Regions from separate parts of the Columba livia genome. Here region 1 is linked to region 2. Evidence: chromatin contacts called from public Hi-C data. All regions are on one chromosome and are shown on one strand. The core of a region is the stretch at or near the end of the contact, and the rest is flanking DNA. Distances in the headings are between cores, read along the strand shown. Region 1 holds the start of LOC135575665 (unconventional myosin-XVB-like). Region 2 overlaps CASKIN2 (CASK interacting protein 2).

What was found. Hi-C and Micro-C count contacts between places; a contact is called where the count stands out from the background.
Region 1: a contact with region 2 is called in a Hi-C map of crop, with 3 times the contacts expected there. The contact joins the promoter of LOC135575665 here to the enhancer-like site in region 2. A contact is called at or near these places in 2 of 2 Hi-C or Micro-C datasets (crop and liver).

The regions. Positions count from the first base shown.
Region 1 is chr18:9,423,910-9,427,412 of bColLiv1.pat.W.v2, reverse strand. It overlaps LOC135575665 (unconventional myosin-XVB-like), which reads right to left and starts at 1,818. Exons shown (of 4, transcript XM_065034109.1): 1 at 1,596-1,818; 2 at 383-544; 3 at 1-35. The coding sequence starts at 1,730.
Region 2 is chr18:9,283,709-9,287,319 of bColLiv1.pat.W.v2, reverse strand. CASKIN2 (CASK interacting protein 2) reads left to right here. Exons shown (of 20, transcript XM_065034028.1): 19 at 1-833; 20 at 1,035-3,411. The coding sequence ends at 1,131. Among named protein-coding and RNA genes, the nearest start is that of MCHR1, 44 kb to the left of the region's middle. Within about 2 kb of position 2,164, at least 1 of the 3 cell types and tissues checked has an H3K27ac peak away from gene starts, as active enhancers do.

The sequences.
Region 1 (3,503 bases), core at 569-3,068, 140 kb before region 2:
TCACTGGCGACAGCCGCAGGTTCATAGGACTCCTTCTAAATAATGTAGAACAATAGATTCAACTGTGGATGAGATACGAGGTTCCAGTAGTATTAATATTCTTGACAGCACCCCAGCTGCACAGAACTGGTCACAGCCTGAGCAAAACACCAGCATCTAGGTTCATTTTGACTCCTCAAAGAGCCACCCAAGCTCTAAGGACCTTTGGTTGCCCCCCATCTTCTGTCCCTGCCTAGGTCAGTCTAGAGCCTAATATCAAAAGAACAGAATAGTCTTCAAAGGATATCGCTGGTCAAGACTAATGTCCCTGGTCCCATCACATGGGGTGACAGCAACGTTCAGCACAAGCAGCCCATTCCCAGGCGGCCAGGGGTCAGTGTACCTCGGAGGAGGTAAAGCAGATGTTCCCCAGCTGCAGAACGGCAGCCAGGACAGCCCAGGTGGAGGTCAGCTGGTCGTCCGAGAGGCTGATTCCCTCCAGAGCTTGCACCAAGTCCAGAAAGTCCTGCCTGTCCTCCTTCCCCAGGATGTCACACGCTCTGCCCTGGGACAATAGGGACAGATAATAATGGTCAGCTGTTTTAGGTCCAGGTTGGAGCTGAGCTACCAGCAGCAAAGAGAAGTAGTTGTTTTAAGGACTGGAGAAATCTGAAATAAAGACCAAAGACACGACTAGTGGGAGCTCAGCATTCATGACAGACCAGTCTCCCTTCTCTCTGGAATTTTTGAGAGTATTTTTGTCAGTCTCTGCCAAATTCTTTACACATGATCTGATCTTTTTGCCTTTTCTGCTCTGCAGCAGGCTGAGACAGTCCTGCTAACTATCTCCTTGAAGAGTGTACAATGCAGACCCTTTGCCAACTAGGAGCATCACTCCATTAAGGCATGAGCCCTTAATTGCCCTCCATCCTTGAGTGTTTAATGGTACTTGTCCATTCCTTGCCCGAAGGAAAGGTGATCGTAATCATTCATCAAGGATTCCTCACATGAGCACAGCTGCTGTAAAGAGTTTGCTCACCTGGGAAAGCTGATCCACACAGTTGAAAAAGGAAAGATATCTTGTTATTGCTGTGAACAGCCTGAGTATGGAAAACATTCTTAAACAAAAGAAACTGTGCTCCAAGGTGATGGCTTGCATAAGCCTGGCAAACAATTTACCAATTTAAATAGATTGTAATCAGCAGTACATTTCAGTGGTTTAAAATTTCCACCCACTGGATCAGTCAATGAAGCAAGTGTTTTGCCAGAGGTAGAAAGAAATACCCCTTGCTCTTTTCAGTCCCACAATAAATGGCAAATGCAAGGAAAAGCAACAAGAAAATACTTCCTTCACCACAGGGTGGAGCCATGAACCTACACAATGACTCTTTCTAAAAACCTTTCTTTGGGAGCAGAAGGGGCCTCAAGGCAAGAAAAAAAATCATATAAGAGACAAAGGTATTCCTTCTTAGGTCAGGTGTGAGAAGGAGCAAAGCAGATTTTAGCATAGTCCTGTGAGGGAGGCAAAGTTATCAGGTGCCTCAGTAACCAAGCAGAAGCGACATCTTGGCCATTTCACTCTATCAGCTGCTGCAGAGCATCCTCGCCTCACTCACCTGATTCAGGTAGAAGTAAGACTCTGCTTCTTGCAAGTACATCTTCTCTTTCTGCTCTGCAGGGAGCCCAGCCAGTAGCTCATAAAACACGTGGTAGTTCCTCTCACCGTGGGCCTGACAGGGGACACAGTTCATAGAGTTGACCCATATCCAGTTCCAAAACCCTATAGAATACACTCAGTGAGCAGGGACAATGGAACTCTGAGGTCAGCAAGGTGAGGCTAGAAGCCACTCGAAAACTATTTCGTTTGGAATGGGTTTCTCGCTAGCACTTCAAGAGCATTCCATGTGAGAGCAGTCCCTTCCACACCGCTCCAGTATCTGACCTTTTCCACACTCCAGACATCAAGAAAAATTAGTTGAGGAAAGATTTAACTTCCAGTAATCCCTGATAAGTGGCTTAATTCAACATGTTTGAGACACAGTGACTTCCTGTCTTATTCAAATAAAATAAGAGGTTTTGTGCCACACAGAGGGGACATACATCTTGCTAAGAGAAGAAATGGGATGTAGTTCTAATACTCATTCCTATCCCTGTTATTTAACAGTAATTTGAAGATTAAATATGAATAAAAGAGAGAGGGACACCTCTAGGAGGCAGGGGCTCATTGGTCCTCACCTGAAATACCACGCGAGACTTCTCCAGCAGGTACTGGGAAATGGATGTTCCCACCACGACGCCACTGAGCATAAGACAACAACAGATCCTGTCAGAAACTAGTGACGGGTTTTCTGCAGATCCATTTCTCAGAGGTTTTAGTAAAGGGAGATGTTGCTGAGAAACATGTGTATGACCTGACCAACTTGGTCTGAACTTTGAAGCCTTCCAGAACTGGTGTTCTGTATCAGACTGTTACAGAGGAAGCAGCTATGAAACATACAGATTCAAGTTTGGCTTCTGAACAGCCTCCAGAGTACAAGGATGCTTGGAATTGAATGATTCTCACAGGACACGTCCTGAAAATAATCCAGGGAACACGCCACATCCCTTCCCTTCAACCACATCCGATTGCTGTTGCTTTACCACTCGCCTATCTGACCTTACCCACCCATTTCATATGACATGCTGATAGCCTGTGGGGACAGGGGCCACATTTTTGCTTCGTAATTTAATTGCAGCTTGTGCAAAGTGATTCAGGACCAAAACCAGGATGTCCAAACACTACAGCAATAGTGGGCCACGCAGCCAGCAGCCTGGAGTTAAGCTGCACACAAGGATCTATAGGCCTTTAAGCCTGTCATATGTCCCATGCAGATTAGGAAGATGCACCCTGTGACAGCTCGGAAGGATAACATCCCAAGATGTTCCTTTAACTTACTTTTGCAGGTGAACATTGAGCAGCTTTCCAAAACGGCTTGAGTTGTCATTGAGAATGGTTCTGGCATTCCCAAAGCTCTCCAGTATGGGTAGGACAGTGCAGGGCTTGAAGATGGAGAGAACACTTCAGTAGCAATTACAGGTTTTTAAAACCAAAAGGAACTTAAGTAACTGTTAGTTTGAAAATCCAAGAAAAATGGGATTTTCACTCTTGCTTGGCTAAAGAGTCTCTTTCCAGGTTTTTCTTGGTGTCATCACCTCTAGCCATTGGCAAGTTTCTCTGTGAGCTCTTTACCTTCACTGCTATGATCTTTCACTTCTGCTCTATGTTTGTTAAGATTTACCTCCCAGACACAGCTATAAGCTCTCTAAGGCCAGTATCATGTCTCTGTTCAAACACACACAGCACTCTACACAGCATGAGGGCTCCCAGATACTAAAATACAGAACAAAATACAGCAGCTGTCCTGGTATCTTTACAGGAGCTTCACCTTAAACCACAAACCATTCAAAGTCCAACCTGGCTAACCAGGAATAAATAAATAACATAAATAGTATGGCCTCTTTGTACTGTTTTGGGCTTCTCCTCC
Region 2 (3,611 bases), core at 915-3,414:
GCCAAGGAGCCGCCTGTGCTGGAGTTCAACCTCACCGAGTCGGACACGGTGAAGCGCCGGCCCCGCTTCAAGGAGCGGGAGCCGCTGCAGGCGGTGCTGAAGGCGTTCAGCATGGCGGGGCAGGCCGAGGCGGGGGCCAGCCCCGCGCCCCAGTACGCACAGGCACAAGCGGTGAGCATCGTGGGCCCCGCCGTGCCGACACCGGTGCCACGGGCCGGGCTGGCCGGGGATGCGTTTGACGATGACAGCATGGAGTTCAGGATTGCCGAGATAGAGAAAAGCATCTTGTCGCTGGAGAAGGGGATCAAGAAGGCACCAAGCCCCACCAAAGCCCCCAGCCCTGTGGAGCTGCTCAGCACCACTGTGGTGAGGACACCTGCGCCAGGTACGGGGGCTTTTGGGGGTGTCCCCAAGGCAGTGGTGGAGCCTGAGTCTCCCTCCTGCCCGGCTGGGCCGGTACGGGAGGTGAGGAGGACGTGTGCCACCACGTGCCACGAGTCCCCTTCCTTCACAGACGTCCCCGCCAAGCACACCTCTGTGGCATCCACCAAGCTTGTCTTCTCCGGGCCCAAGACAATCTACCAGCAGGTCCTGCAGCCCTCCCGCCACACCGTTGCTCCCTGGGTGGCCACTGAGGCGGTGCCAGATGTGATCGGGTCCCTGGCCGGTCCCAGCTCGCTGACGCTGGAGACGGGCAGCAAAGCGTCGGCGAAGCCTTTGGCAGCTGCCCCGGGGGCCGCGCTGGCCCAGCAGCGGCTGGAACAGACCAACTCCACCCTGGCTGCCGCGCTGCAGGCAGCCGAGAAGAAGATCACAACGGAGGAGGCAGAGAGGTGAGAAAGCACTGGGACAAGGGAAACGCTGGGGTTGGAACTGGGAAGGCCCTGGCGAGGGCAGGCGAAGGGCTGTGTGCGGGCACACGCCTGTGCCACACCGGGTCACACTGGGAGGGTTGTGTCCAGCCTGGCCAACCCCACCCCATCAGCACCTGAGGCCGTTGAGCGATGTTCTGACTCTGTCCCTTTCCTCTCCAGCCACCCCAGGGCCGTGCACTCAGCCAAGAACATCCTGGAAGACATCAGCAACATGTTCGATGACCTGGCCGACCAGCTGGACGCGATGCTGGACTGAGACTTGCTCCCTCCTTCCCCTCCTCACCTCCGGCTGCTGCGCCAGTGCCCTCCAGACGGGGGGAGAGCGGACCCGGCACCGAGTGGTGCCTTCGGGTCTCCCCGGCCACCTCCATCCCAGCACTCTGCGCCACGCTGGGAATGCAGCCGCCCCTCTGCCCACCCAGCTCTGTGCCACACGTGCCGGCGCGGCCGCGGGCCGGTTTCCGAGGGGGTCAGGCCTTTCCCACCAGACTGGCAGCAGGAGGAGAGCACAGAGGGGCTGCACACGCGGTCCTGGGGGCCTCGGAGAAGCCCTCACATCCTTGCACAGAGCCAAGGAGCCTCCACAAGGGACCTTTCTCCTTCCACGCTGCATTGCTGAGTCTTGCCTCTCATTATTTATCCCCTGCCAACAATGTGTCAAAAGAGAGACCTCCCCAGGCAGCCGCCACCGAGCTGGCTATTTACTGAGCAGATCCCAACCCCAGCAAGGCCTGACAGCAGCTAAAAGAAGACAGGGCTTGTCGCAATTTGGCAGCTTGCAGAGCGAGAAGGAACCTTCCTGCTTTATTTGTTGCTTTTCCAAATGCGTCAGCGTCAGGGCGGCGTGTAATCTAAGTGGATGGAAATCCCTCCGGTGGGACCCGCGAACCCCTCGAGACGGGGCTGGCACAGCCTGCGGAGCAGCGGACGCTCTGCCGGACACGGAGATCTCCCTGCCCCTTCCTGGGGCCGTGAGGATGGTGACGGCAGTGCCGAAGGCCCGTGCGTTTGTGCCAGTCCGCCTGGATCGTGCTGCTAAATGCAGGCTGCCCTCTGCCGACACCGTGCCGACGCAAACCTCCGCCCCGCTGCTGCCAGGGTGAGGTAGCAGCATGGTTAGCGCTTCCCCGACACCCCATCCCTTTTTTTGGGGAGAAAACGGTCCGTTTTCCCAGTCGTGCTCCCTGCGGGGAGCTGCTGGCACAAACTCCGCCGTGAGGGTTGTTGAACAGTAGCGGCGTTTGGGAATCTGTGAGATGTTTCTGTGCAGCCCCGCGGGAGCGGTGACCCCGCGCGCACCGGGGAGTTCAGCTCGGCAGCGGCTCCCGCGCGGTCGCAGCCCCGTGGCCGGGGAACGGCAGCGATGGCTCGTCTCATCCAAGCGGTAGGAACGGCTGCATAGCTCCAAGACAGATGTCTCTAGCAGGATCTGTTCAGTAGTGCATGTCTAAATATGTCTAAGAGCCCCGAACTTGGCTTGCGCTCGGCATGCCAAGCACATGAAAGCATCGGAGCACCAGAAGGGAACCTAAGATTGTGCTGAAGTGCCATTTGCTACAAAAATTCCAAACAAATGGAAAAAAAAAAATCCACGTATTCCCCCCTTTTAAAAGAATCGCCAATGCAAACTGGAGAGGGAGAAGGTGGCCGAAGAGGTGGTTGTTTCCCAGCCTTTTTGGGAGTTTGCGATGGGATCAGCTCTGCAGCCCCTCGTCCCCACGGGGAGCAGCCCCTGTGAGCTCTGGGGCTGAAATACATTGAAAAACCCTGAAAAAAAGAAATCATATCATTGGTGGGGACTTGAGGTCAGTTTGAGGTGGTTAAGACCCTTCTCTCCCAGGTAGTTGGTTGCTCTGATTTATCTGTCACATTGAGTGTATTTAAGTGACCGTGTCTGACAGGCAAGTGCTACGTCGTGGACCCGATTGTTTTTAAATAGCTACAACCAGTGGCACTTTATCAAAAGGTTTGCAGAAACCTTTTAAAACTGATTTTTTTACTCTCATGAGTCAACCTGGGACAAGCCCGATTATTTTTTTCCAGTGTTGATAAACTGTAAATGTTTTTGTTTTTTTTAAAACGCCAATGTATATATTTTAAATGTGATTTATTATATATATATTTACTAACCAGAACTGCAAGTCTTGTACTCTAGGGTCAGGGAAGAGGACACTGGGGTGGAGCTGTCGCTGTCTGAGCCACCTGAGGGCAGCACCACGCTGCTCTCGTTGTCAATAAGGGAACTTAACATTTGATTTTGCAGAAGAATGACTATTTTTTAAGGTCTAGATCTCTATTTTGAAGCTACTGTACGGAGTGTAAGTTATGTACACTGCAAGTGGGACTAACTGACCCCGGCTGCACCTGCTCCATGCAGCAAGACAGTGAGGGGAAAAAATAGCCCGTGTAATCACCAGACTGACAACAGATTTTAAACCATCTGCTCTGTTTGTGTTAATCATGTGTTTTGTTTTCCACTAACATCCATTAAGACTAAATTCTATTAAACAGTGGGGCATATTTTACCCTTTTGATAGTTTTGCCTAGTTGTGTCCTTCGTGTCAAATTGCACAAGCTTGTCTCCTGCTCTAAGTTCATCGTGGATCAGCTTTGTCCTGCCCCTCGAGTGCTTAAGATCTGGGTTTCCTCAGATAATCTGCCCTGGTAAGAGTCCTGCTGTCGCCTCCAGCGGGGTTAATGTTCAGTTTGAGTTTTACCACCACGGCAGTAACGTGG